7 separate regions of the Mus musculus genome follow, and regions 1, 2, 3, 5, 6 and 7 are each linked to region 4. The links are chromatin contacts, called in public Hi-C, HiChIP or PLAC-seq and promoter capture Hi-C maps. All regions are on one chromosome and are shown on one strand. The core of a region is the stretch at or near the end of the contact, and the rest is flanking DNA. Distances in the headings are between cores, read along the strand shown. Region 1 holds the start of Srsf4 (serine and arginine-rich splicing factor 4). Region 2 holds the start of Tmem200b (transmembrane protein 200B). Region 3 holds the start of Taf12 (TATA-box binding protein associated factor 12). Region 4 holds the start of Snrnp40 (small nuclear ribonucleoprotein 40 (U5)). Region 5 holds the start of Ythdf2 (YTH N6-methyladenosine RNA binding protein 2). Region 6 overlaps Srsf4 (serine and arginine-rich splicing factor 4). Region 7 holds the start of Rcc1 (regulator of chromosome condensation 1).

The links. Promoter capture Hi-C pulls out the DNA fragments that hold promoters and counts their contacts. Hi-C and Micro-C count contacts between places; a contact is called where the count stands out from the background. HiChIP or PLAC-seq counts read pairs in DNA pulled down with a chosen protein or histone mark.
Region 1: a contact with region 4 is called in a promoter capture Hi-C map of pre-B cells, with 4 times the contacts expected there. The contact joins the promoter of Srsf4 here to the promoter of Snrnp40 in region 4. A contact is called at or near these places in 3 of 39 promoter capture datasets (hippocampal neurons, liver and pre-B cells) and 4 of 115 datasets of contacts at active chromatin or transcription factors (astrocytes, pro-B cells and stem cell-derived neural progenitor cells).
Region 2: a contact with region 4 is called in an H3K4me3 HiChIP or PLAC-seq map of embryonic forebrain, with 2.6 times the contacts expected there. The contact joins the promoter of Tmem200b here to the promoter of Snrnp40 in region 4. A contact is called at or near these places in 1 of 39 promoter capture datasets (liver) and 2 of 115 datasets of contacts at active chromatin or transcription factors (embryonic forebrain and large pre-B cells).
Region 3: a promoter capture Hi-C map of pre-B cells shows a contact between it and region 4, with 5 times the contacts expected there. The contact joins the promoter of Taf12 here to the promoter of Snrnp40 in region 4. A contact is called at or near these places in 3 of 39 promoter capture datasets (hippocampal neurons, liver and pre-B cells) and 1 of 115 datasets of contacts at active chromatin or transcription factors (astrocytes).
Region 5: a contact with region 4 is called in a Hi-C map of B cells, with 6 read pairs. The contact joins the promoter of Ythdf2 here to the promoter of Snrnp40 in region 4. A contact is called at or near these places in 2 of 39 promoter capture datasets (hippocampal neurons and pre-B cells) and 1 of 484 Hi-C or Micro-C datasets (B cells).
Region 6: a contact with region 4 is called in a promoter capture Hi-C map of liver, with 4 times the contacts expected there. The contact joins the enhancer-like site here to the promoter of Snrnp40 in region 4. A contact is called at or near these places in 3 of 39 promoter capture datasets (hippocampal neurons, liver and pre-B cells) and 3 of 115 datasets of contacts at active chromatin or transcription factors (astrocytes, pro-B cells and stem cell-derived neural progenitor cells).
Region 7: a contact with region 4 is called in a promoter capture Hi-C map of pre-B cells, with 4 times the contacts expected there. The contact joins the promoter of Rcc1 here to the promoter of Snrnp40 in region 4.

What each region holds. Positions count from the first base shown.
Region 1 is chr4:131,871,575-131,875,394 of GRCm38.p6, reverse strand. It overlaps Srsf4 (serine and arginine-rich splicing factor 4), which reads right to left and starts at 1,756. Exons shown (of 6, transcript NM_020587.2): 1 at 1,525-1,756. The coding sequence starts at 1,631.
Region 2 is chr4:131,919,011-131,923,057 of GRCm38.p6, reverse strand. Tmem200b (transmembrane protein 200B) reads right to left here and starts at 1,287. Exons shown (of 1, transcript NM_001201367.1): 1 at 1-1,287. The coding sequence starts at 1,287. The coding sequence ends at 433. It overlaps Gm12992 (predicted gene 12992), which reads left to right and starts at 3,029. Exons shown (of 5, transcript NR_102393.1): 1 at 3,029-3,290.
Region 3 is chr4:132,272,837-132,276,615 of GRCm38.p6, reverse strand. It overlaps Taf12 (TATA-box binding protein associated factor 12), which reads right to left and starts at 2,241. Exons shown (of 6, transcript NM_025579.3): 1 at 2,129-2,241.
Region 4 is chr4:130,357,892-130,361,651 of GRCm38.p6, reverse strand. Snrnp40 (small nuclear ribonucleoprotein 40 (U5)) reads right to left here and starts at 1,520. Exons shown (of 10, transcript NM_025645.2): 1 at 1,303-1,520. The coding sequence starts at 1,446. Zcchc17 (zinc finger, CCHC domain containing 17) reads left to right here and starts at 1,660. Exons shown (of 8, transcript NM_153160.5): 1 at 1,660-1,776.
Region 5 is chr4:132,209,714-132,213,667 of GRCm38.p6, reverse strand. Ythdf2 (YTH N6-methyladenosine RNA binding protein 2) reads left to right here and starts at 1,412. Exons shown (of 5, transcript NM_145393.4): 1 at 1,412-1,768; 2 at 2,212-2,236; 3 at 2,837-2,916. The coding sequence starts at 1,742.
Region 6 is chr4:131,888,637-131,892,735 of GRCm38.p6, reverse strand. Srsf4 (serine and arginine-rich splicing factor 4) reads right to left here. Exons shown (of 6, transcript NM_020587.2): 2 at 1,387-1,529; 3 at 543-655. Among named protein-coding and RNA genes, the nearest start is that of Srsf4, 17 kb to the right of the region's middle. Within about 2 kb of position 1,820, at least 14 of the 459 cell types and tissues checked have an H3K27ac peak or open chromatin away from gene starts, as enhancers often do. A contact at or near this core is called in liver, where this site is marked.
Region 7 is chr4:132,343,586-132,347,479 of GRCm38.p6, reverse strand. It overlaps Rcc1 (regulator of chromosome condensation 1), which reads left to right and starts at 1,730. Exons shown (of 10, transcript NM_133878.3): 1 at 1,730-1,834. RefSeq lists a cis regulatory region at 1,328-2,175.

The sequences.
Region 1 (3,820 bases), core at 507-3,006, 1.5 Mb before region 4:
TCACCCACTCCTTGAGAAAAGAGACCTCACCAAATATACTGCTAGCAAACACTAAGGGGCTAAGATGCTGCTTAATGACTCTATTACAGAGGATGGCGAAAGCTTTATACTTTTTCTACCTGACCTTCCTTTTTATGAATGAGAAAACAGGTTCAGAGAAACTAAGTCACTTGCTCAAAGAAACTTAAATTGAGGAGCAAGGTTTGACTCAGACTTATCTGTCTTCCAAACCCCTTGTTTTTCCCCTACAAAAGGGAGGGGGTAAGGGGGGTCGGTTAATCTCTCACATGTAAGGTTAAATATCACAAAAACAATACTCTCATGCCAGCTGGTTCGCTCTGTAAGAACAAAAATGAGAAATTGTCTTTGTGAATCGAATCCAGGATTCATAAACATTTTATCGAAGTCTTGTTCTCAGCAAGGAGAGTCTTTTAAGTGTCAATTATTCGAAATCTAGACAGCTTTGAGAACCTGCTGGTTCATTTGCCATTCATACTAAAGTGTATGTCTTCTCAAATGTCAATTACTACTGGTCTCATTGGACCAAACACAAAGTCGAAAAAAACAAAACAGGCAAGAAATAAACACAGCAAAAACCAAGGGTTCCCCTAACACCCAAGGTTTAGTGCTTCCGACGCCGTTCCGGTGCTTAATGCCTTTCAAGTCCTACCTAATAATTCTCAGCTCCCAAGCAAAAGATGCTCGTACAATCTCTAGGCATGACAACTCACCCGTTTTCCCCGAACCTGGTAGTCCCTGCTAGCCTTGCTTCGCCAAAGCAGATTAGAAATACAAGCCCAGATTGTACGGGGAAAGCTGTTAAGTAGGCAATTTGGAGATGTGTCTCCACTTGCACCAGCAGCCGACGCAGACCTGGCCAGGATGGCCCTTACCCACTCAAAAAATCCTACGACAGCAATCATTTTCCGGCAAGTTGGAGAGCCGAAACCACAACGTGGAAAACTCTGTAAGGACTCCCCAAGATAACGAGCTAGGACTTTAATTTACTCTCGGAAAGGGAGCGGTCAAGGCTTGAAGCGCGGCAAGCCAGTACTTTCGAAACTGTCACTGCACTACAAAAACTAGTGTCTCCCGCCCAAAGTGTGGCACGCGAAAAAGCCAGAGCTCCAGTCCTCAGAAACACACGCCGGGAAGCCTCTGGCCGGTCAGGCTGGGGAACGGGGAGAAGAGGGCCGGAACCCTCATCTGCTCCTGGCAGCCCCAGAGCGGGAAAGGGCCGCCTCGGACCCATAGTCCAGCGACGGAAACCCAGGCCTCCCCGGCGCCCGGAGCCCCAGTCTAACCCGGGCCTCCGTCCCCATTATCCCGCCACCACCCCCGCCCGCGCAGGCGCAGTGGGAGCCGGGCCTACCCGCGCCCCCGAGGCACCGCCGCCATGGCGGAGCGGAGGAGGCCGGCGGCGGCTTAGCGCCCAGCGAGCGCCGCGCTCGCGTCCCCGCGGCCTCCTAGCCACAGCCGCGGCCCTGTCAGCCCCCCGGCCGGCCCCTCCGCCGCCCTCCTCACCCGTTCTTCAGATCCACCTCCAGGATCTTCCCGTAGCCCTTAAAGAAGCGCTCCACATCGCGCTCCCGGGCCTGGTAGCTCAGGCGGCCGATGTACACCCGCGGCATTCCGGCGGCGGCAGCTGGCCCCGGCCCCCCTCAGGCGGCGGCCGGCGAAGGGAAAACGCGGCGGCGGCGGTAACGGGCGGGCGGCGGGACGGACGCAGCCGAAGCCCGGCGACGTACGCGAGCACGCAGCTCGAGAACGCGCGCCCCCGTCTCCCTACCCCCCCCCCCCCGGCGGAGGGGAACGGGAGGGAGCGCGCGCCCGCTTCCCGCCTGGTCAGGGGCGGGGGCGGGGCTTTACTGGAGGCGCGCCGGCGCGGGGCGGGACCTGGCCGAGTGAGCGACAGCTGCAGCACGTCCTCTCGCGAGCTCGCCGTGGCAGCGGCACTTCCCCCGGAAGTGCCTGCGCGGGTGCGCGCCGAGCGGGTGTTCCCGCCTTTGTCCTTTGCTCTGGTAGACTTTCTGTTTTGGGGTGGTTTTCGGTAAACGTCCCTGTGGGAAGTTAGTGGATCCATGACCTTGGGCCCATTTTCCTTTCTCTCGGATCTTTGAGTCTCTTTTATCTTCCTTGTACTTTCAGGGTTGTCTCTACAGTGTCGATACTAGGTATGTAAAAGTGTTCCAATAATTGGTTCGGTATTATTTTGCGGTGTTGTGGATCGAACTCAGGGCCATACGGATGTTAACAAGTGCCCTATCTCTGAGTTACATCTCAGATTTAATTTTTATTTTTTAAAGCACTGACTGCCAGAGGTCCTGAGTTCAATTGCCAGCAACCACATGGTGGCTCACAACCATCTGTAATGGGAATCGGATGCCCTCTTCTAGGGTGTCTGTCTAAAAACAGCTACACTGTACTCATACACATAAAATAAATCCTTAAACAAAAAAGTTCTGACTGTCCTAGAAATAGCCCTGTAGACCAGGCTGGCCTGAAACTTTGCCTGTCTGCCTATTGGCTGGGATTAAAAGCATGTGCCAAACTATGTCCGTTCAGTTTAGTGCCTTGTAGTTAGATTAAGCACGACAGAAAATTACTATTTTCTTTTTTTGTTTATTCATTTTGAGAAAGGGTTTTTCTGTATATCCCCGGCTGTCCCGGAACTCCCTCTGTGGACCAGGCTGGCTTCAAACCTGCCTGCTTCCCAAGTGCTAGAGTTAAAGGTGTACCCCATCTCTGCCAGCTCAGAAAAAATTTCTAACCTGCAAGATTATAATCTATAGATGTCCAGTGTATTGCCAAAATAACCAAATGTAATGAACTGTGCTGGGGCATGTGGGTGCTCAGTAATGAAAGGTTCCTTTTCAGCTTTGCCCAGGAATCACTGAGGGGTTTAGTCTCTTTACTGCATTTCCACTTTAACTGATGTGCTGGGTAAAGTTTTCTCTTCTGCATCTTCTGCTTTCCTTTCTAGAGGCAGTTTCTTAAGTATTCCTTTAGAAGTTAATTTACCATACAGCACTTGGCTTTTCTTTTTTAAGACAAGAACTTTCTATGTCTAATGGCCTTTGACTAACCTGTAAAAGCCTTTCTAAGAACTGTGATTGTCAATTGCAGGTGTGCATCACACCTGATTTTTTTTTTTTTTTTTTTTTTTTTTTTTGAGACAGGGTTTCTCTGTATAGCCCTGACTGTCCTGGAACTCACTCTGTAGACCAGGCTGGCCTCGAACTCAGAAATCCACCTGCCTCTGCCTCCCGAGTGCTGGGATTAAAGGCGTGCACCACCACGCCCGGCTTACACCTGATTTTTGTCTCACTATATTTTAGTCATTTCAGAAGCATATGAAAAGCACTTAAGACCATTTTGTCTTATAACACACTTTTTTATACACAGTAACTTACCTAGTCACTATTCTAGTGAAGAATTGAGACAGGGTCCAACCTTTGGTTTTTAGAATTGCCACAATCAGTGACCATGTATATTCAAATAGTATCTATCCTGGAAATGGGAATGTCATTAAGGACATACTTCTGGCAGAACACTTGTCTAACCTAGCCTTGATCCTCAGCATCGCCTAGACATACAACTTGGGAAGTAGGAGTACTAGGTTAAAGGGTATAGGCATTTGACTTAGGGACAGTCTCACTTCTTATCCTCAGCTGGCCTTGGATTTACAGCAGCTCTCTTGCCTCAGCTTCCTGAGTGCTGAGGGTTGCAGGCATGGATCACAGGGCCTGCTTCAGCATGTGTAACATGGTAGCTGTTGGGTCTCAAATACTCAACGTATTATCAATGTTTTGATTTAGCC
Region 2 (4,047 bases), core at 38-2,537, 1.6 Mb before region 4:
TCTCATTCCACCTCATCGCCCACCTTCCCCCGGTGGTCCCATTTCCACCAGGACTACCAACTTAGACGGAGCCTGTCCCAGCCTGGGACATCCCAACCTACCACTGTTGTTTGCCAAGGAACCCTGTGCATCTCACGGTGCTCTTGGCCTACCCTGCAGCCCTTCAGGTGCCGGTCCTGGGCTAAGGCCACATGGGCTGAAGAAATTCCTGAGGCTGAATCATGCTGGTGTCCACATTAACACATGCCCCTGGAGCTCGTTCGGTGCAGCTGGCACTGCTACACATGCAGGTCAGCAGCCTTGGCGGCTGCTGCCACCACAATATCCATCCTAGCCTCGGAGGTGACTGGAGCAGCTATTGGGCACTGGACTTCTGGTGTCCCAGTCCCATGGTCCACACTGGTAGCCTCACAGCAGGTTATACCTTGAACCTCAGACCCGGGCCCCCAAATCTCCGCCTAATTTGGCATAGCCCCCCAAACTGAGTCGGTCCAGCCGTGGCCAGCTTCGGTGGGCACAGTCCCGAGTTGCTGGCGCCCCCAGAAGAAGCTCCCCTAGGCCCAGGTCCAGAGACTTGGAGTGCTCGATGCAGGAACCAGAGGGCTGCACCGTGATGATCACGTGTCCAGTCTGAGTCCGAGGACCCCAGGGTGGTGGCAGCCCCGGGCCCTTCAACGGGTAGCTGTGGAGCAGGGCAGGCAGCCCCGATCGAGGGTTGGCAGGTTCAGAGCGCAGGCTGCGCACCGACGGGACGGGCGAGGGGCCCCTCCTCGGGGCCAGGTCCCAAGTTTCGGGTTCCGCGACGGCGCCCGGGGACCCATGCGCGGGACTGGGCAGCAGCGCGTCCCAGCCTGGGCCGTCGGGCGGCCGCAGCGCCTGAGCCCTCAGCATGCCCCGGCGGAGACGCCGGGTCTCCAGGTCGCGGTTCTCGTAGAGCAATGTGTTGGCACAGATGAACACGAACAGGCCGACGCCCATGATTACCGGTCCCAGCAGCCGCAGGCGCTCGTGCGGCCCGTGCGCGCGGCCGGTCCTCGGGGCGTGGGTGTGGGAGGCGCGGCCGGGCCAGTAGCCGGCCACGGCGATGCCCATGCCCACCAGCACCACGAGCGCGCCCAGCGCCGCGAACGCCCCCGACGGCGAACGCAGCCGCAGCCGAGCCCGCACCCGCAGCGGCTCTGGCGGGGAGCGCGGCCGCCTCCGCCGGCCCAAGCGGCGGCCCAGGCGCGAAACGCGGCCCTCGGGGCTCCTGCGCGCGCCGCCGTCTCCGGGGCTCCCGGCCGTCATCGCGCGGTCGTCCGGGCGCTCTGCGGGGAAGAGCAGAGAGGCAGACACTGACCCGACGGGCCGGGCTCCGGGGGAGGGATGCGCGGGGCCGCCTCGGCCGGCCGCTTGGAGATCCCTGGCGGCCACCCCCGGATTTTCCCGGGGCCGCAAGGCAGGGAGCCGCCCCCGCTCGGGTTTTCCGCAGCGGAGCTGGGAGCCAGCGTTGGCCGGGCCCGCGGGCGGTGCGCAGGGAGGGGGCTGCGGGGCTCGGGTGCAGCCGGGGCTGCGGGGCTCCTGCAGCCTGCGCGCGCTCTGCTCGCCCGCCCGCCCGCCCACCCGCGCGGGCCCCCCTTGCGATCGCGGCCGGGGTAAGTACCTCCCGAGCTCGACCCCACCCCCCGCACGTGGCCGCCCCGAAGTAACCAGGGGAGGGGGTACTCGGATCGCCCGGGGCTGCGGGGCTCGCGCGCGCGCGCCCCACCTCCCCCTTACTGCGCTTTACATACCGCAGCGAGGGCCGGCGGAGGTGTCTCTGACTCCGGCTTCTCCTTGCTCGCCCCCTCCTTGCAGACTTCCTCAGCCGGCACTGGAGCTGCAGCAGGAGAGACTTGAGCTAGACTCTGGGAAAAACCGCTCTGGCCGAGACCAGCCAGTCAGAGCAGAGGAGGCAACGGCGGACTTTGTCCAGGATTCTTCTCCACTCCTCCAGAAGAGGCCTCCCCCTCCCCCCACGGCCGGGCTAGAGCCGGGGCTGGAGGCAGGGGACTGCCAGTGCTGGACGCAGGTCCTCGCCGGACGGACTCTCCTCCTGGATCGCTCGCCGGCCCAGGCAAGGCTGTTCCCAGATTGCGGTGTTTCCGATTCGGGCTCCCGGGGATGAATCATCCCCCTTTCCCGCCGCCTGGCCTCTTTTCCAGCCTCCTCCGCCCGAGGCCTCCGTGGGCCGCGTCCGGGCCAGAACAGCACCGCCCCGGGGTCGGGGCCGCACGCTGGAGCCGCTCCAGGAGGCCTTGTGCCCTGGTCCCGGCGCCGGGAGGCCGCGGGCAGCGGGGTCCGGGCGTCCGGTCTCGGTCCCCGGTGTCCCGGAGAGAAGCGGCAGCGGCGCCCGTCCCGGGCCTAGCACGGAGCGACCCCGGCCCGAGGCCCTGCAGACCCGGCCCGGACCCCTGCACCCCCGCTGCGCCCCGGGCCGGCTGCAGGAAGGGCGCGGGATGGCTGAGCCCCGCCCCGGACCCCGCGACCCGCCTCCGCCCGCGCCCTCGACGGAGAGGCGCCCGGCCGGCCCCGCCGACGGCCCCGCTCGCTCCGCCGGGCGCGCGGCCAGTTTCCATGATGCGGACTCGGCCCGGGAGCCCCCGCCTGGGATTGATTAGCCCGCGGCCCGTACTAATGAGAGCCGGCTGCGCGCGCGGCCCTCGCCCCTCTGGCCCCGGAGACCGGCATCCCCCGGCCGCAGAGCCTCCCAAGTGGATCTGGAGAAGGCACCCCTGCCCCACAGACGCTGAGCCCTCCCGTTCCCTCTGCTCTCCAGGGCTGACGCCTGAGGCATCTGCCTGTGTTGACTTCCTACTCACTCGCCCGCCGCCCGGGCGGGTGTGTGGATCCCCTGTCTTCCGGGTGTCCCTCCCACAACTGAGACCACAAGCCCAGGGCACAAGCTTCACTCTCAGCTGCCTGGGACTCCTGATCGGTCCCAGAACCCAAACCTCCACTGGCGAGGTCCACACTCACCTCCAGAGCACACTTAGGCCCCAGCTCTCCTCTTCATCTAGAACCAGCCGGTTCTTTCCTGTAGCCACTGTCCTCTTCGGGCAACTCCATCTCTTAAAGTCCCTGCAGTCTGCCCGCCGCCTGTCCCTGCCAACTGGTCTGCAAACGTCACAGAGCACCGTCCCAAATGTGCATCTGCCCCTTGCTGAAAACCCTCTTTGGCTCCCTGGTGCTGTCCGAATGGTTTCAGAGCCGGTGTGGTTTGAGCATGCTCCAGACCTTCTCACCTGGCCCGTGTGGCTGAAGCTGCCTAGGTCCCCAGTCCCTCTGAACTCTGGCCCCCAAGGCTTATCCAGTTTCTGGCTTTTCTCTCAGGAACACGGATTCCCCTTTGCACCTCGTGCTCCTCCAGAGCCCTGGGCCAGGTCTTCCCTCCCGTGCCCCCTCTGCACACAGCTGAGCTGACAATGCTCTTGGGGATTGACCTGTTTGGGGGGGGGGGGGGTTGCTGGCCGGCATTGAGGTCTGAGGCCCAAGGCTGGTTCTGACTTGCTCCTTTCTAGAGCCTTGTGCTCAAGGGAATGTGTGCCCTAGCTGGCCCTCCATGCTAGAGAGACATATATACGTGAGGCCTATGACTTCCTTCACCCCCCTCCTCTCCTCCACCCTGGGCCCGGGAGGAGGAAGGAAGGAGATGGGTGGGAGAGGAGAGCACACCTAAGCTCACCAGGGCTCAGTTTCCCTATCTTTATAAGAACAAATAGCACCACAGTGTGTTCTCAGAGCTGAAATGCTCGCACACATGTTGAACACCTGGAGCAAAGTGCTCGACATCAGCCTGCCTGTCCTCTGACTACTGCCTCAGGCATTGGGCTGAGCTGTGAGGGGGGTGGTGACTACAGGTCCCTTTCCCAGGTAGAACCCTGGCTCTGGTTCTCTCTGAGAGCTCAGAGAAAGTGTAACAAGCAGGAAGATAGGAAACCAGGACGGGGAGGCAGGCCTCCCTTCCCACAGGCCTCCCCTGCAGAGGGACCTCCCAGGCTGGGGGCTGGGGGTGGGGGTTCATCCTGT
Region 3 (3,779 bases), core at 992-3,491, 1.9 Mb before region 4:
AAAAATAAATAAATAAAAATAACCTACTCTATTATGGGAAAGATTCTACCTGGAATATTTATGCTTCTGTGAAAACACAGGAATTCAGATGTCAAATACTATGGAAGTATCTTAAAAGTTACAGTCCTTGACTTGAAAAGGAGTTAAGAAGCTGGTTTTGGTGATGTAGCCTTGAATCACCAGCGCTCTGAAGTCAGAGGCAGGTGCATCTCTGAGTTTGAGGCCAGCCTGGTCTACACAGCAATTTCCAGGCTAGGGGGAGCTAAGTAGTTTGGGGAGGAGGGGTGTGCTTTCATTCAGTGGAAGGATTTATAAATATTACTTATATTTCATTCACATGCATACTACACATGGCAGGAAATCCACTTAGAAAAGCTCAAGAAAGCTTTGGAGGCACATTTGCAGATAAGCTACTCAGTACTTTATGACAAACCCCTTAACCTCTCTGGACAGACAACAGGACTAACCATACTTAACTGTGGGGCTGTGATAAGGAAGGGGTGGAATACTTAAAAGTGTTTAAGTTGTTCATGGTGGAGGTGCACACCTTTAAACCGAACGCTCCGAGGCAGAGGCAGGTGGACTTGACTTTGAAGCCAGCCTGGTCTACACAGTGAGTTCCAGGACAGCCAGGGCTACACAGAAAACCCTGTCTTGAAAACAAACAAACAAACAAACAAACAAACCAAAAGAAAACAGAACAAAAAGCCCAAAGTGCTTAAGTTGTGCACGATTCATCTGAGTAGGTTTCAGTCCTGGGTCTTTATGAAGGGAAATGACAGGGTCCAAGTCACTCTTCTAAAAGCAATCCCTAGAAAATGTTCTAGGCCACATTTACTTGTGAATTTCTCAACATCTTATTGAAAAATAAAATTTATAAATAAATAAAATAAATAAAAGACTTTTCACTTAAAAGTTTGTTTCCTCCCTTGTAACATTTATGCCAATGCCATACATAATAGGTACTAAAATATTAAAATCCGTTAGAAAAAAATCCCTTCTGAGTTTGAGGGTAGAGATTCTAAAAGCATTTATTCAAATAATTTCAAGCAAGCATCTCTTCTTCGATGTACATGGTAGAGTACTGTATAACCTAAGAATCTGGCTCACAGTGATCCTAATCCCTCTTTGCATCCTCTTTTTCTTAAATGTAAAAGAATTCAAAGTGTTCTTTTGCTGCCCTTCCATCTATGACAGTTTGCTAGTGATATAGAGATCTGTGCTCAACGGGGGCTGAATGGAACAGGGCTTAAGGTACTTATCAAGTATATAACTGAGTTCAAACTGCTTTCAGCTTCACATCTGATTCACAATAATGAAGAAAAACGAAGACGTTTCATGTGGCTTTTCTAGGTTAAGTAACGGACACAAGAAAAAGCCTAAATGCCAAAAGCCAAATAGGCAGCGCCAAGAAGTCTTCCCCCGAATATATATATCCTAATCCTCCGGGTACAGAGAACAGATCGCTAAACCTTTTCAACTTTTCTCCCTTGAAGGCTGATCTCCCAGCCGTTAAGGACCCCCTAGTTCCTTCACTTTTAGGAGCTCGGGTCCTTACATCTCTGTCCCTCCAGAAACTCTTGAGTCTGAAAGCCCGGATCTTGTCCCCAAAGAAGACCCAGTCCTCACTGCCCGCTTCGATTCCCTTTCAAATTCAAGTCTTCTCTGCCTCCTTCTCTAGCTCCAGTCCTCAAGTCTTTGCTGCCCGGTTTCTGAATCCTTAGGAGCTGGGACTTTACTGTCCCGCTTCTGTCTCTTAGGAGCCCGAGTCCTCTCGGGCTCCACTTTTACCTCTCTGGAGCCTGTGTCTTCACGCCCCGTTTCGTTCCTACCCTCGCCTCCTATAAAGTGCGGGATCCTCACCATCCTGTCCCTCTCAGAAGGCTTTCCCTCAGATGCTGCAGAATCCACATCCGTCCCCGTTTCCTAAGTCTCTCATTCAGAGCTCGAGTCCCCAACAGCCGCTGCTTCTGCGAGCCCGAACCCCTCAAGTCCCGTCCCAAGAGCCTGGGCTCCTCAGCCCCGTCTCTTCCACAGCCTAGTTCTTCCAGCACTGACCCGCTGTGGGTCTGGGTCCTGACACCCTCCTCCCGCTCTTCGTCCTCAACTGCCAGGGCCCAAGACTCACAGGCAGCAGCGTCTATCTCCCCATGATATGCGGAGACTGCCCCAGTGAAGCTTTCGTCTCAGCAGCCGGTCCGACTGCGCGGCCCTCCCCAAGCACTTCCGGCACCGCTCCCCGCCTCCAACCCGGAAACGCGCGGCTCTTCCGGCCGCCGGGCGCGCGCCTCACTAGCGCAGGCGCAGATGGTACTACAACACGTGGTAGGACTGTGAGCCCAGCGCCTGGCTTGGCAGGTCGGGCTTTCTGCTCTGTGTGGCTTGCTGGTGGCGTGGGTCTACTCTGCGTCCCCTACCACGGCGTGAATCCCTGTCCTAGATGTTTCTTTACGACTCATCTCTTTCACGAGCGTGACCGGTAACCGACGGCCTCGGAGAGCTTCCAAGTCGCCATTTTTGGTTGGTGCCTTTGTGGTGCTATAAGGATGGGACCGCAGTTCTGCATAGATACCAACTATGGGACTCTCAACCAGCACGAGAACTTGGAGACTAGAGAAGCTGATTGTGCCTATTAGTTAATCTGTAGTCAACATACACTTGGACGAGAGCTGTCTGTGAGGGACTGGTTCAGTCCCTCACTTGGAGTATGTCATGTAATAGTGGAAGAAACGTGAAATTCCTAAGGGATGTAGGTTCTCAACTTGAATTGAAAATTCTTACTCCAAAGCCCGGGCTGGTACAGTAACTGTTAAACCACTAAGCCCTGAGATTTGAGTACTTTTTTTTTTTTTTTTTTTGCTAGGCATGTAAGCAACAGGCAGTTTCAGTCCCCGGCAAGGATTCTTAGTAAAATAGAGATCTCGCAAACGAGTGTATAGAAGTCTGACATCTCAGAGCTATCAACGGTTCCTGCCCATAAAGAATCCATTCTATCTTTGTATCTTCATCCCATTAGGCTCATCCACCCTCTTGGTCCAAAATCCTGGATGCAAGGGCTTAACCATTAAGTGGCAAACTGTTTATAACCTTATTTTTCTTTTTGGATTTATTTTATGCGGAAAAGTGTTTTGTCTGCATTTATATATGTACACCATGTGCATTCCTGGTGCACAAAGAGGTCAGAAGAGGGTATCTGAAGCCTTGCAATTGAAGTTACAGATAGTTGTGAGCCACCATGTGACTGCTGGCATTGACCCAGGCCCTCTGCAAGACTGCCAGGTTCGAGAGAAAGCCACCTCTCAAGCCCCAGCTTTATTTTTCTATCATGGTTCTCAGAGTTTGGCCAATCAGTTTTTGTGCTTGCATCCTTGGATGTACTAAACTGTTTTTTTGTTTTTGTTTTTGTTTTTTGCTGTGTGCTGGGTATATCCTGTTGGGGAAGTCAGTCATCATTGTCCTTAAGAGTTTACAGGCGCTAGGCAGTGCTAGCTCATGCCTTTAATCCCAGCACTTGGGAGGCATGGGCAAGATTTCTGAGTTTGAGGCCAGCCTGGTCTACAGAGTGAGTTCCAGGACAGCCAGGGCTACACAGAGAAACCCTGTCTCAAAAAAACAAGCAAACAAAAAAAAAGACTAGATGAGCAGTAAGGCTGAAGTTTGGTTAGGGGACAGGAAGGGACAGGTGGAAATGGGGGGTGGATTTTATTCAGTGTTCAGTGGAAAGGCATGAAAACTGAGGATTGAGATGGTAATTTGTATTTAAGGAAGCATTGGGTGGA
Region 4 (3,760 bases), core at 271-2,770:
AGTTCCCAGCATCCACAATGGGCAGCTTTCAAGGGCTGTAACTTTAGGGTCAGAGGATCCAACATTCTTTTCTGGCCACTGAGTTCCCCCTCCCCACATATGAAACACACACACACACACTCACACTCACACACACACACACACTCACACACACACGCCTAAAACAGCACTCAGTAAAACAGTAGACCTTGCATTCTAGTGGAAAGTGAGAGAAAGGCACACAGAGCCACCCAGTGCTGAGTGCCATGGGAAGAAACAGTATGGGTTCCAGATTACAGGACACTCCAACTTGAAACACAGTGGTCAGGAAAGCCCCTCTGAAAACCTGGTGTCTGAGCAAAGATTTGAAAGAGCAAACAGCTGACCATGTGGGCATTTAAAAGAACATTCCAGCAAAAGCACCAAGGAAAGAAAGAACATTATAAGTCGGTGTCTTGAGCCAAGTGACATGCCAGAAAACTGGTAGATGAACAAGGTAAGGAGGGGATTATTACAGAGAATTTGATTTTTAAAAAAACGCACAATAGAAAGCCAACATAATGTTTTCAGCAGAGTATACCATGTGACTTAATATTTCCATGATTCCCCTGGCTACTGGATTAATAACCAATCCTTGGTTCAAAGACAAAAACCAGGAATACTAAATTAAGCTCTACCTGCAGTGATGTCAGATGACATAAAAACAGTTTTAACAAGAAGGTAAAAAAAAAGATCATAGTTACACAGATCTCTTCTCTTCTCTCTTTCAACAGGACTTTGCCATAATAAATAGCCTACACTGGCTTGGAGCCATGGATCTTCTGGATACAAAAAAGTTTGCCTTCCCCATTTGCAAAGTAACAGCTTCTTTCAGTCAGGTACCATGGTTAATGGAAATTTCACACGCAAAACATCCAAGATAACATCCAACGAGTGTTAATTACAATTATAAATGCAGAGAAAGAAAAAAGTTCTACCAGGTAGTAAAGCGAGCTATCATTCATTTCCATTGCCTCCCCTCTCATTCATTCGTCCACTCTGCAAACTTTCCTGAATGTTTCTTTTATGCTAAACCCCTGAAGATTTAGGATGCGGAAGCTTGGGTCTTGATTTTGAGGCCAAGGTTTTAAATGATTCAATGCCACTGAAGGGCTGAAAACAGGCGTCTACTAGGGAAACACGTATGAACCACACAGAGAACACCAGGCACCTTCACAGAAGCCTATTTTAACTTCAGGCTCACTGTCTTTCCGTTCCCTCAGAGGCGACATCATCCGTAGGAAGAGGGGCGGAGGGCCAAAGGCGGGATGACTCCCCACTTACCGCCTGCAGCAATGCCCCTGGAGTCGCCTGCTGCGGCCCCGCTCCGGGGCCGGCTCCTGCCGCTCCCAACAGCAACTCATGTCGCGGCCGCTTGACGGGAACCAGGGGTAGCTCCGGGCCCTTACGCTTCTGCTGCTCGATCATGGCGGCAGCCACTCTCCTCGGCGCCGCCACTAACCGCGCCGCCGACCGGAGGCGCCGCGCAATTGGTTCCAACTGAGTTCTTCCTCCAGAACTTCCGGAGAGGAGCAACCAATTGGCTTCTAACATTTCCTTCTGGAAAGCCCTCTGAATACACTCTTGTGATTGGTCCCATTCTGATGACGTCACGAGAAGGCGACTCTGGGATTGGGTCGCGGAGCTGGCGTTCTCCCCCGCCCCCTCGGGCGCGCAGTGCATCGTGGGTGAGAACGAGCGGAGCAGGTTTGGCGTTCCTAGCTATGAAGCGGCTGTCCTGCTAGGCGCGGACGCGGAGTGAGTGTGTGGGGAATCAGGCGGGTGGCTGTTCCAATCTGGAAGGTGCGAGGTGGTGATAGGCCTGAGCCTGCCCTTTTCAGCTATCAGCCTTAGCAGCATGGGGTGGCAGGAGGTGTCGCCGGAAAGAGAAGTCCCTTGGTAGGCTGGAGCGGAGCTTTGGCATCTCTGGCTCCAGGACTCGAACCCTCAGACGGCTATCCCTTGACAGCTGCTCTGCAGGATGCCAATTCTGCGTCTAGCTCTGTGCTGGCCCGAGTCCTGGCCTCCAGGCTTCAGTGCCGGACTTGGCTGAGGCGGCGGACTTAGTTGTCACTGATTTAGCCGTCTTTTTAAAAGGGCTTTAATTTATGTCCCCGAGACAGCCAGTGATGAGGAAAGTATCAGATGGTTCTTCCGAAGCACAGTTTAGTTGAGAAATCGAACAATCATGCTTGCGTGCCAGGTCTTCTCGAAAGTGGTCCAAATGATATTTATTGTGCAGTGCGTTTGGGGGTCATTCTGAAGAAATATGGTCCTCTACCCCAGAGTGTGGGAAACGTGTTAAACAAATTTGATGTTAAACAAAAACCATTTGATCGGAAGACTACCTAAACAAGCGATGCCTCTTGCTGTGAGTTACTAATATAAACTTGAAGGCTTTTTAAAGGAAAAGACATCTGAGCGGTTCCTATCTGATGGGACGGTTCTAATTAGGGGAAGAGAGGAAGGGAGAACGTTCTGCACAGAACAGCAGGTTCTATCAGTCGGAAAGATGAGGGAGACACAAAGAGCCGGTGTGGGGGGAGAGAGAGAGCGAGAGCGAGAGCGCTAGCTTAAAGTGAATATGGTATGGGATGAACCTGGAAGTCATGAAGATTTGCAGGAAGTTGAAGCTTTTACTTTAAAATTAATAGGAAGCCAGCGATAGTTTTCTCTCTCCTCCAGAATGTGGTGCAAAAGAGGACTTGATCCCTCAGGCTTAATGGTGTGATGAGATTGGAGAAAGATAAGAGGTTTACTGGGAGTAAATAGACCATTTCGGGAGCATGAACAGTAGTTCTGATCAGCAATGCCAGTGAGAACCAAGCTGGAGCTGTGACTGAAGACAGGTTTAACAGTATCTTGAGATAGCAGGGGAGTAAATTGGACAGAATAGATTGGATGATGCTCTTAGTCCCAACACTGGAGGCTGAGACAGGAGGTCTCAAAACCAAAAGCAACAAAACCAAAGCTAGCCTGGGCAACATTGGGATTTTCAACCCATACCAGGCTGCTAGCGTGACACATTGTTTCATCTTCTTTTTTTTTTTCCCCTAAGACAGGGTCTCAATATGTAGCTGGAGCTCCTGAAACTCACTCTATAGACCAGGCTGGCCTTGAACTCAGATCCACCTGTTTCTGCCTCCCCGGTGCATGTATGTATTTGTCCCTTAGGAATGCCCAGTGCTAGCATGTGAACTACGATTGAGTGCTAGAAACTCTAACCCCAAGTCCTTTGTAAGCGTGTCTTAGTTAGGGTTTTATTGCTGTGAACAGACACCATGTCCAAGGCAACTCTTATAAAGCCACCATTTAGTTGGGGCTGGCTTACAGGCTTAGAGGTTTGGTACATTAGTATCAGGGCAGGCATGGTGCAGGAGTAGCTGAGAGTTCCATATCCTCATCTTCTAGATTGAATCTCTCTGGCAGCTAGGAGGAGTGTCAAAGCCCACCCCCACAGTGACTTCCTCCAGCAAGGCCACACCTATCCCAACAAGGCCACACCTCCTAATAGGGCCACTCCCTGGGCCAAGAATATACAAACCATCACAAAAAGTAACAAGTGCTCTCAATCTCTGAGCCACCTCTCTCTAGCCCTTGCATAGTGAGATTCTAGCTCACAGAGCCAGGGCCTGCTGATGTGACCTCTGGTTTCAGTCCTTAGCACTGCAAGAAGACCTCTTCCACCAAATAAAAATTTTAAAATTGCTTAAGGCCTCTGTTCTGTGGATAGAGCAAATGA
Region 5 (3,954 bases), core at 163-2,662, 1.9 Mb before region 4:
TGGCATTAGGTTAACAATAGTGCATTGCTCAGGTGTCTACCATTTGCAATAGCAAAACCTACTACTAAATATCCTTGTCCAGAGTGATTTTTTTTTTGTTTGTTTGTTTGTTTTTTGAGACAGGGTTTCTCTGTGTAGCCCTGGCTGTCCTGGCACTCACTTTGTAGACCGGGCTGGCCTCGAACTCAGAAATCTGCCTGCCTCTGCCTCCCGAGTGCTGGGACTAAAGGCATGCACCACTACGCCCAGCTCGTGATTTTTTTTTTTTTAAATTAAAAATGCCTTTGGTGGTGCATGCCTTTGATAACAGCATTTAGGAGGCAGAGGCAGGCAGAATTCTGAGTTCAAGGCTAGCCTGGTCTACCTAGTGAGTTTGAGGACAGCTAGAGGCACCCTGTCTCAAAACACAAACAAAAAACCCTACAAACAAAAAAAAACCTGCCTTTGCTCATCCTTTGGCTCTCCAGTGAATCTTAGCTCATGAATACAGGATTTCTTTTCTAGCTGTTGAAGAATGATATTATGTTGTTCTTTGTGTCAAAAGCACAGATCTATTTAATAACTTGATAACTTTGGCAGCATGCTTAATCTCCCTTTTCCCAGCTGTAACATTGTTTGATAGGCACTTTGAACTTGTTGAAAGTCTTTAAATTTAATGTGTCAGAAAGCACTTAATGACAAAGCCCTGCACACAGCACATACTGGAATAGCGTTCATTTTCCAGTCCTTAGATCACGAATATTTCCTCTTAGGGTCCAACAGACTTCAAGAAAGTGTGTGTGACACTGTGCATACGGGTGAGGTGTCTTTTTCTTGGGAATAAAGTCCAGAGTTTACTAGATTATTTTGGGGTCACTGACTTCTCTGAAAAAAAGAGAGTGTATATTTTTCTCCCTCAAAAGTCAAAGGGGTAAATGTCTTGTGTGCAGGGCAGTGAGGGCCGGCTTTTTAATATTTAGTGGAAGTACTGCTCCTGGGTGTTTTTTTCAAGTCCCTGAGGAAGGAAGGTGACAATAGTCTTAAGGAAGGGCGCGGGTGTCTTCTGGGCCGACCTCCATGAAGTTTTCCCTGTGAGCTCTTAGGACCTCTCTTCTGGTTCCTTTTCAAATTGGGGGAGAGTTATCAAATGCAGTTATGAGTTAGGGCTCAAGTCCTACACAGAGTAGAAGCCTCTGCCCCATTAAGAAAGGGGCTTCTGCGTGTTTTCTTAAGACAAAACAATTATTCTCTAGGTGTTTGCCAAAAAACTCCAGTGGTGACCCCCGGTGCCACCCAGGGCTCCTAGGCCCAAAGCGGCGGCGGTGGGGGCGGGGAGACCGCGCGCGCACCGCTTCCGCTCCTCCAGCCCAGCAGAGGGCGCCACGGGCGCGGCTCTCCCTTCCCGAGATGCTTCGCGCCGGGCCCTTCCGCGTGGGTCAGCGACTGTGAGAGTCAGCGCTCGCGCCGCGCGCGCCGCCCGCCTCTGCCGCTCGGCCTCCCCCATTCGGGCTGCGAGGGGGCGGGCGCGCGCTCCGGAGCATAGAGACGGGCGTTGAGCTCGGCGGCCTAGAGCGTCGCCGGATCGGAGCCGGAGCCCGAGTCGCGCGCTGTGTCTCTGCTGCGTCCGCCGAGGCGAGGCTCCGAGTGTCAGGGACAAAAGCCGCCGCCGCACCCTCTGCTCCCGTCGTCGGGGCTCATCCGCCGCCGCCGCTGTCCCGACGAGGAGTCCGCCGCCGTCGTTCCCCGTGAGGATCCGAGAGCCATGTCGGCCAGCAGCCTCTTGGAGCAGGTACAGGCCCAGCCCGCATGTCTCGGCCATTGTGTGAGGCGAGACGGGGCCCGACTAGGCCCGGGCCCGCCGCTCCTGGCCGGGCCGCGGCGGGCGCCTCTCGCGGCTCGGGATTCGGGCCTCAGACCGGCCGCGCCCTGAGTCTCCCGCCCGGCCCGCTCTTCCCGCTCCTCCCCGGGCCGGGCCGGCCGCGCCGCGCTCCCTCCCAGTAGCGGCCCGGGCTTCCCTTCCTCGTTTCCTCTCTTTCCCTCGTGTGGCTGCCGGGTGGCCGGGCTGCCGGGGCTGCCCCGCCGGCCTAGCGCTCGTCCCCGCCTCCCCCTCACCACGCGTCCCCCCCAGGCCGGTTCCTTTCTTCCCTGCTCGGGCCCCGCGTTCATTTGTCTTTCCTTTTCCGTTTTCTTCTCGGACGACTTGCTGCTCGGCGACGTCCCCTCCTCTCGCAGAGACCAAAAGGTCAAGGAAACAAAGGTAAGACCCCGCTCCTCCGGGTGGCCGCCGGCCGGGATGGGGAGGGGGGTCCGCCGGGCCGTGGGGGCGGTGGCTCGAGGACGCGCCCCGGGGAAAGGACCTTTCCGAAGCCGCTCGGGTCGCAGGTGCCGCGCGCGGGGCGGTCGCCCCTTTTGGTGTGGCCCTGCAGCTGGCGGGCAGCTTTTTTCGTTAACAACGAGTAATTCATGAGCGGCCGGGGGTGGAATGCATTTTGAGAAGCACCAGGTCCTTAGTTTTCTCGTAGGTCTTAGGAGCCCTTTGTGTTTCCTCCTCGTGGAGCACTTTCTGGAAGTCACTCACATGTGAAGGAAGCGGGGAGAGAAAGCCGGAGGGAATTGAAATTCGAAGGAGCCAATACACTGACCTTTTAAAAAGATCAGCTCGCTCTGGGGTGGAGACTCTTTTTCACTGTCCGGCTCTTGCTTCAGCCCTGGCGCTCATCGTTATTCCCCGGAGTTTCAAACCAAGTGACTCTTGGAACTAGCATGGTTTCTTCCTGGTGTGAATGTAAACTGATGGATGGGTTTGGAAGGGAGCTCTTCGGACCAGGGCATTGCTAATTTAACTTTTCCCCTCTAGTACAAAATGGTTCTGTGCATCAAAAGGATGGACTAAATGATGATGATTTCGAACCTTACTTGAGCCCACAGGCAAGGCCGGTGAGTAGTAAATTGTTCTATATTATCTGAGGGGACAGTGTACTGTTAGACTTTCTCTGCCCTGTCTCACTTTTGTGTTTGGGTGTGTTTGGGTGTGTGTGTGTGTGTGTGTGTGGCTGACTCCTAATACAACTTACTAATTTGTTATATAAAACATTAAAGATATAAGCTGTGTGGTCAACAAAGCATGTGCTCTGAGACTGCATTACTGATAACGCGAGTTGTATAAGAGCTGTTATGCTGGCATGAGTAATTGCCCCTTGTTTGCCAGGAAAGGATTAGTGCACAGCTTAAGAATATTGGCCAGAGTTTAGCCTGAGCTCTAAAGAAAACAAAACCTTGTCTTTTAGGGAAATTGGGATGATAATGTAGTGAGGAAATTCTAGTGAATGATCACCTGAACCTCACCTATACAAAACTTACTTCTCTTTTGTCTCCAGTGAGGCTCTTTGTGTATTAAAACTATTTCAAAGTGAGACAGTGGGGCGCTAGATGGTGATTTTTGGTTGTTTAGTATCTGTAGAGAACAACTTTGTGCATAGCTCTTTTGGCTAATGTGTTTGTTAAAGGAGGCTAAAACACTGTTGAACACAGTTGACATTCAGACCAAGAATGATTGCGGTTGCAGGTAGGGCCAGGTAGAGGGCTTATGCATCAGTGTGTCCTTCTAGTGTAGTTCCCATTGCCACCAAGAAAAGTTTGAGATACATTTATTTGATGGGAGGACTAGTTGCATATATATGTAGATACTCCTAATATGAACTGTATGTATGAATTGTTTGATTCACCAGCTTTATTGTCTCCTCTTAGGACAGCCACACAATTTTGGTTAATGTAAATTCACAGATAAATGTATCCAAAAGAGTTGAAGGTTTTGATTTTAGGATGCTGTAGCATAGATTAAGAAGTTTGTGGAACATTGATATAAAAATTTGAACCTGTTCTGTAGGAAAAACATATGGCTGGTTTTCAGTAACTTGACATATATGTATGTATTCAGTAACTTGACATATATGTATGTATTCAGATTTGGACCCG
Region 6 (4,099 bases), core at 571-3,070, 1.5 Mb before region 4:
GTCTCACTATGTAGTCCCGACTGGCCTGGAACTCACTGTGTAGGTCAGGTTGGCCTCCAATTTTACCGAGCTCTGCTTGCCTCTAACCCCCAAGTGCTGGGATTAAGGTGTGTGCAGCCTTGGCCAGCCCATAATAAATAGTTCTTAAAAGATGGGTCGACCCCCACCCACTTCCAGCTGGTCTATTTTCATCTCAACCAATTATCTATGCACACAATCATAACTAAGGACACCACATGCTGGATAGTCTCACTGTGTGGACCCACACTGGAAGCTGAAGTCAGTCAGGTTCCAGCTCGGGTTTACAGAAACATAGGTTTTTAGCCTCTTCTATGCAGCTCCACCCTGCCATCTCTCTAGAACACTGTCTGCAGGGGAAAATTCCATGGAATACAAATGATTCCTTGGAGCAGTTGGCATCCACGTAAGGAAAGTATGAGTGAGGTTTTAGTACCGGCTTTTACACTCCCAGGCCTGAATAAATAAGACTTGCTTCCTCCTCTTACCCATGCCCAACCTTAGAAAGTTAACTAGGTCCAAACCTTTAGGTCCTGCCAGCTGCATCGACTTGACAAATTCTCCACAATAAGTCTGTATTCTGTGCGAGTAGGGGGACCGTATTTATCTCGGCCACTTCTTCGATAACCATATCCACCTTTAGGAGGTTCAAACAGACAACATCATAGAGTGTAAGAGGAGATGACACAGCACACTCTTAAACTATGTAACTCAATCCCCCCTTTCTAAACAATAGCATGTGTATTTTAACTAAAGCCTCACCTTTAATTCAAGTTTAAACACAAAATTTCAGTAAGTTTTTAGGCATACACATTCACTAGTTAATATTTATATTTTAAATTAGCATGTATAAAATAAGAAACATAATTTAGAAAAGGCAAATTATTAAATCAGTTACTACTATTACCCCTAGTCATTAAAGTTTTTGTGAATAATTTTTATGGAAAGAAAAAGATGCAGGCACCCATTTCAGTTCATCTCATCTGTGTCTGAATAAATAGACTTGCTTGCACCCAGGTCTATGGGGTATGATTGTAGTCACTGAATGGCTTCCTATTTTTTGGTCAGCCAAATGGAAAGGTGACCAAGGTCAGCAAGTAGAATAGGTGGTCATCTTAACCTCAAAGGATTCTTTTAATTAAAATTGAGGTCTTTGTTAAATATATGTCAAGTTGTATTACAGAAGAAAATGTTTTAAAGTATTAAAAGAAACTCATGACATCAAATATTTACAATCTGTATTTTAAAAGATATATTCGTATAGAAACAGCTTAAATATCTACCTTTAAATAAAATACTGAAATACATTAAAAATTAGCATTTAAAACCGAGGTATGTTATTGGTACATCTATCCTTCACATGCTTACTGCGTCCCGAGCCGTAGCTGCCATCCCGCCGCGGGCCTCGAGCGTGCTCAACAATGACTCGCTCGCCACACAGGTCTTTGCCGTTCAGTTCATAAACAGCATCGTCTGCATCACGCAGATCATCAAACTCCACAAAGCCATACCTGTGAGAGAGCAAACAAAACCTGGTTGGCATCGGGGCATCCAGCTTCACTAACGTGTCAGAAATCAACGAGGTTCATGCTTAGCACAGGCTGGGGGTTGCAAACTAAGGGCCAACTTTCTCTTTTCTGTAGCCAAAACCACCTTGTCTTTGTGCCAACAGGCAACTAACTGCAGGAGTCAGAAGGCTGTGTTAAGTCTATAGGAAGCAGCAGCAGCAAATACCTCCAAGGGCTACTTGGTTTAAGGAATCAGCAAGAACTCACCCGCTTGCACTCTTACAAGTGGTGTCTGTACTAGGTGCAGCTGGCCCCTGATGCACTGACTGCTGAGTCACAGTCAAAGGAAAGGAGGTAGGTCAGTGTCGGAAGTCTCTCTTGTCAAAAGTTTTTTCAAGGTTCCTGGTTTCCTACCTAAACAAACTAGTCACAACTGAACTAATTCTTCTAATTACTAACTCTTCTAATGACTAATTCTACTAACTAACTCTTCTAATTACTCGCTATTTACTTCCCTGTGTGATTCCAAGTTTGTTTCCATGATGTCTGGAAAGGCTGACATGATCTACATACAACTGTACCAGCTTATTTATATCATATTACCAGGTACTTTCGAGCAGAGATAGGGTGGTTTAATACATGTGGGGGAAGCCCTCCCCACCCCCTAAATCCTTTTAATACCTGCTACAGACTAGTTAAGCTAAGTACAGAATCTGTAAAATACTTACAAGCAAGGTTAAAGTCTCTTGAATAAATTTTAGTTTGGTCTATGAAAGGCCTGCTTTGTGAGCACTGTCTATATTAAAACCAAAATCATCTTTTGGATCCTGCCCAATCACAAGAGTTACAAGCCAATTCTTTAGACTCTGACAAGCTTGTGCAAATGATGATCCTCTGTGCTCAAACATGCTGACATTGGACACAGGCCCCAAGACTTGCCAGGAGGAACAACAACGACAACATCATCATCATCATCTCAGGAAATGTTGGGGGTGGGGTTGGGTGGTTAGGCAGGGGTTCACAGTGTAACTCTGGCTGGCCTTCAATTTCCCATCCTCTTGACTTACTCAGCATGTACCACTGTGTCTACCTACTTGTTTGTTTCAAAACAAATCTTCTCAAGGTGACAACGTGCAGGTCAAGCTTTGGAGAATTAAATTTTACAATGTTCTGCATGTATGCCAGAAAAGGGCACCAGATCTCTTTAAAGATGGTTATGATCCACCATCTGGTTGCTGGGAATTGAACTCAGGGTCTTTGGAAGAAGAGCTCTTAACCTGTGAGCCTCTCTCCAGCCTCCGGAGAGTTATGTGTGCAGCATGGGCAACTGTAGGAGCTGGTTCCTTTCTTTCATCAAGTGTGTCTGTCCCAAGGATTGGACTCAGGTGGCCAGCCTTAGCAGAAGATGCCTTTACCCACTGGGCTATCTTGGTGGTCCTGGTCCACCCTCTGTTTTAGAGCTATTTTTTATGCTGAAATATCTGAGTGGCATTCAAACTTTAAGAGGCACTGACTCTCCATTAAAAAAACAAAAAACAAAAAAACAAAACCCCCAACAAACTAAAGCAGACACACCTAGTTACTTAACAGGACGTGTTTTCAGAACACCCGCCCATGTGCTCTGTGGGGTCTTTTAAACACTTTCACAAGCTAAAACCGCCTCAGTCACTTAATTGCATATGACACTGTGGCTGCCTTTTCCCTTCCTAGGTAAAATGAGTCATCAGGGAATTGACCATTTAACGGAGGTCTGTCTTTTCTTTCTTTCTCTCTTTCTTTCTTTTCTTTCCTTCCTTCCTTTCTTAAGAAAAGGTCTTACTATAACCCTGTCTGGCCTTGAACTCATAATAGAGACCCACCAGCCTCTGCTTCCAGTGCTGGGATAAAAGGCATGCCCCATTACATCTGACAAAGTGAAGCTTATCAAGAAGATTAAAAACAAAACAAAACAAGTCCAACACTACTTTACTTTGGCTTTGTTTAGATCTATTTAGATAGATCATAAAATTCCTCTGCTCACAGCATCGCTGCCCTTGGCAGCAGGTGAGAAGCAGACAGCAAGTATAAGGATGTTGTGCAAGAACACTTGCCATGAGCCTGATGAGGTGGCTTTCTCTCTCTCTCTCTGCGGTACCCACTTGTTCAGTACCAATGATCAGAAATGACTTAGTATAAGGTCACAACAGCACTGATTCCTAGACTAAACAAATAAATTACAATACAATAAAATAATTTTCCCCCGAGCAGTTAAGGTTTATAACTACAAATCACAGAATCACAAAATCCAAGACCCTAAACTCTGCAGGGCAACTGAGGCAGGAAGGCCAGCTGTGGTGGGCTCAGTGAGTCTTCAGCTTAGGCTCCATGGATGGATGCAGCACTCAGCAGAGATCACTCTATTCTATGGCCTACACACAGAGCTCATGAGACCTTTCAGGGAAACCTGTGATAGCCTATCAGGGGAGGCATAGTCATTTAAACATTATCAGTGCTCAGACAGACTAGACTCTACCAGAGGAGGCTGAAGCAAGACGTAGGACAATTTGTGATGCCAGAGGAAAATAATTCTTCCT
Region 7 (3,894 bases), core at 481-2,980, 2.0 Mb before region 4:
TTTTCTCCTCAGGGACACTTTAAATCTTATAGGGCTGCTTGTGTAAGGATTTTAGTGAGAGTTTTTTGGTTTTTCTTTTTCTTTTTTCTTTTTTTTTTTTTTTTTTTTTTTTTTTTTTTTTTTTTGGTTTTTCGAGACAGGGTTTCTCTGTATAGCCCTGGCTGTCCTGGAACTCACTTTGTACTTTGTAGACCAGGCTGGCCTCAAACTCAGAAATCTGCCTGCCTCTGCCTCCCGAGTGCTGGGATCAAAGGCGTGCGCCACCACGTCCAGCAAAGATTTATTTATTATTATACATAAGTACACTGTAGCTGTCTTCTGACTCGCAAGAGGACGTCAGATCTCATTACGGGTGGTTGTGAGCCACCATGTGGTTGCTGGGATTGGAACTCTGGACCTTCAGAAGTCAGTGCTCTTACTTGCTGAGCCATCTCTCCAGCCCCTCCTCCTCCTCCTCCTCCTCCTCCTCCTCCTCCTCCTTCTTCCTTTTTTAAATTTGTTTTTTAGTGTAGGAGTGCGTACACCTTCAGGCCAGAAGAGGGCATCAGATCCCTTTTATAAATGGTCGTGAGCCACCATGTGGTTGCTGGGAATTGAACTCAGGACCTCTGCCAGAGCAGCCAAGGGTTCTTAACCACTGAGCCATCTCTCCAGCCCTAAGCCATTTTTCACAGTGTTCTGCTTCTGGTGTTAGCTCCCAACTCCAACAATTCCCAGCTCTGAGTCATCTTTTCCTGCTCCCAGCCCTTACTCCCCCCTCCTTCCCTTACTATCTTGTAGTTGAGCCTTGCACCGCACACTTAGACAAAGCACTCAGCCACTGAACTACAACCAGTGCCCCTCTTCTCGCCCCAGGTTTTTTTCCTTCTTCTTCTTCTTTCTTTATGGGATAGAATCTCACTATGTATCCCTCCTGCCTCAGCTTCTGGAATGATGGGATTGTAGGCGGTGCCACCAACCCAGGCATTACCGAATCTACTTCCTGCTTGCTCTTTGCCTCTCCATTCTTGGTTACACTTTACCCAAAGTCCATTAAAGTTGTGAACATTTCATCTTGTGAGCAGAACCTTCCCATAATCACACACTGTCCCCGTAGACTAGACCTTTACCCTCTACTTTCAGACTATATGGCAGTTTCACATGTCTTACTCTCTGTCATTGCAAATGTCACCTCTCTGGGACAGGAAAGATGGCTCAGTGGTTAAGGGTGCTTGTTGCTCATGCAGAAGATGGGAATCCCATTCTAGCACATACATGGCAGGTCGCATCCATTTGTAACGCCAGTTCTACTGCAACCAATGCTCTCTTTCTGGCCTTTGAACTGTATACATACGTGGTACACAGATGTACCTACATGAAAAGCACTCATACATATAATAAATAAGGAAATGTTATTCATCCTGAATGCCTCTTCCACTTAGACTAATTAGCCGTTCCTGAGCCCTACCTAGACTGAATCAGATGGCTCTGTATAGATTGGGGTCTTTTGAGCCTTCTGCATATATAATTTGAAAACAAGAACCATCAGCCTTGTTTTGTTCCGTGCAGACCTCACGCACCAGATTTTCCTAAACAAACAGGAATTCTAGTAGTTCCTCCAGTTGGTTATTTGTCCACTCATCCCACTTTGGGGAGGAAATCTCCCAAGTACAGAATGCTGTGTACAAACTAGGAGCAGCCGCTCGCACTTCCCGCGGTGGCCGCCAGGGGCCGCCCGGCTCTGTGTTTTCCCTTCTGGCCAGGGTCGCGGCCGGAGGCCCGCAGAGCGCATGCTCGGGGCAGTTCACCGCCGGCCGCCGAGCGCCGGAGTTGCTTGTGGCCGCCCTGTCCCGAGGTAGGTCGCGCTCCGGTTCGTAGGGAGCCCTGGGGACGGGAAACCCGGAGGTGCGCGAGGTCGTGGTAGGCCGAGATCGCAACCTACATGGCGGGCTGCACGTGAAGCCGGCGGCGCTCCAGGCGCACGAGCTCCGGCCCGCGTGGGCCCCGCCTCGCCGGCGCTCGGGCCCCTTAGCCGTCGCGCTTGGGGCGCGCACTCCGCTCCGTGGCGGGAGATTCAAACGACTGATGCGCGGGGACCCGGGCGCGCGCGGCGGCGGGGAACTTGGGGAGCCGCCGGTGGGGAGGGGCCAGCAGCGTTCACAGACCGTGGCCTGTCCTTAACCCTCTTCAACCCCGTGTCACCCGGTTGTTCCGTGCCGCTGGGGAACAATGGTGACAAAGGCGGGTCTCCGTGACCTTTGCGGGACGCAGGGGCTCCCAGGCGAGTCTTCCGTGGGTCCACAGTTAGGGTCTCCTGAGATCAGCAAAGTATGCCCGTGGAACTTGAACGTCGCTGCTGCCACGTCTTTGGTTCATCCTAAATTAAGTCCTCCGACCACGTGTGCCGTGGGACAAGCTGAGGGTATGAAACAGACCCGGAAACTCCAAAGCAGAAGCCGTAACCGGGCTGTGGAGGGTTGGGGATAGCTTTCCAGGTGAGATTTTAATATGTTTGGGGTAACAGAATCAGGGTGATCCAGACATGGGGTACATACAGCACATGCAACCACTCGAAGAGTTTGGGTCATAGACATTGGTGCTTGTGGGGAGGGTGTGGAGGATACAGAGAAGGCTGCGTCACCCAAGAAGAGCATGCTAATGGAGCTCAGAAAAGATGAGTTAGAAGTGATTCACCAGGTTCTGGTTGCAGAGGCAACCAAGAGCAGGAGTCTGGATCGGGCAGGTCCCACTAGGTTCTCTTAAACCTTAGTCTCCTTGCCTTTAAAGGGAAAGTAATGTGTCCTATAATCTGTGCAAAGCTAGTTACTCAAACATCCCCCAGAACTATTGCCCCTCTCTCTCTAGGAAAAAAAAATTAACAGATAGCCCGAGGCTGTATCACTTACTTCTGGACCTGGGTGATGGACTTCCTGGTGTGGCTTGAGCGTGCTCAGTTCTCAGTTAGTTACTGGCCGCACACAGCAGCAGCCTGCCCAGGCTTTGCCTTCTCTCCTGGTAGCCTTTCTCACAGAGATATTCTTCCCTAAGTCTAGCTGGAAAGTTCTGAGTGTGGGGGGAAGGGAGGGACCACCGCTGGGGTTACCAAATGCTCCAGAAGTGGGAGTAACTGGAAAACCCTCCTCCTGGTGGGTTGTCTAACCTAGTCTACCCACCCCTTTGACTTAGCAGGTAAGGCTGTGAGCAGCTCCAGTCCTGGGTGTGTGTGTGTGTGTGTGTGTGTGTGTGTGTGTGTATGGGGGGCATCCTCTCAGCTGTCATCTCACCCATGGATGGTGTGCAATTCTATTCCTGACATGGGGACAGGTCTGAACTCTTAACGGGGTCATACACCGTAGGTGCTTATTAATGAAAGTTGACTCCTTCCTGGATTTTATTCTGAGTCTTGTCCGTTTTTCTCCCAGTTTTTAAATTCCCTGAAGATGAATCCCAGGGAGTGGAAGTAGGGGGTGTGATTACAGTGACAGAAGACAAGTCTTTTTAGGGTTGTGTGTGTGTATGTTTGAGTGCTTTCCTGCATGTATGCCCAGGTACCACATGCATTGGCCCAGAGAGGCCAGAAGAGAGCATTGAATCCCCTGGGACTGGAGTTAGAGGTGGCTGTGAGCAGCCTGTGTGCTAGGAACCACACCTGGATGGTCTTGAAGAGTGGCCAGCACTGAGCCATCTCTCCATTTCTTTTTTTTTTGTTGTTGTTGTTTTTTGGTTTTTTTTCGAGACAGGGTTTCTCTGTATAGCCCTGGCTGTCCTGGAACTCACTCTATAGAGCAGGCTGGCCTTGAACTCAGAAATCCACCTGCCTCTGCCTCCCGAGTGCTGGGATTAAAGGTGTGCGCCACCACGCCTGTTGTCCTGGCTCATTTCTTGAAGCAGGGTATGTCTCACTAGATTTTTGTT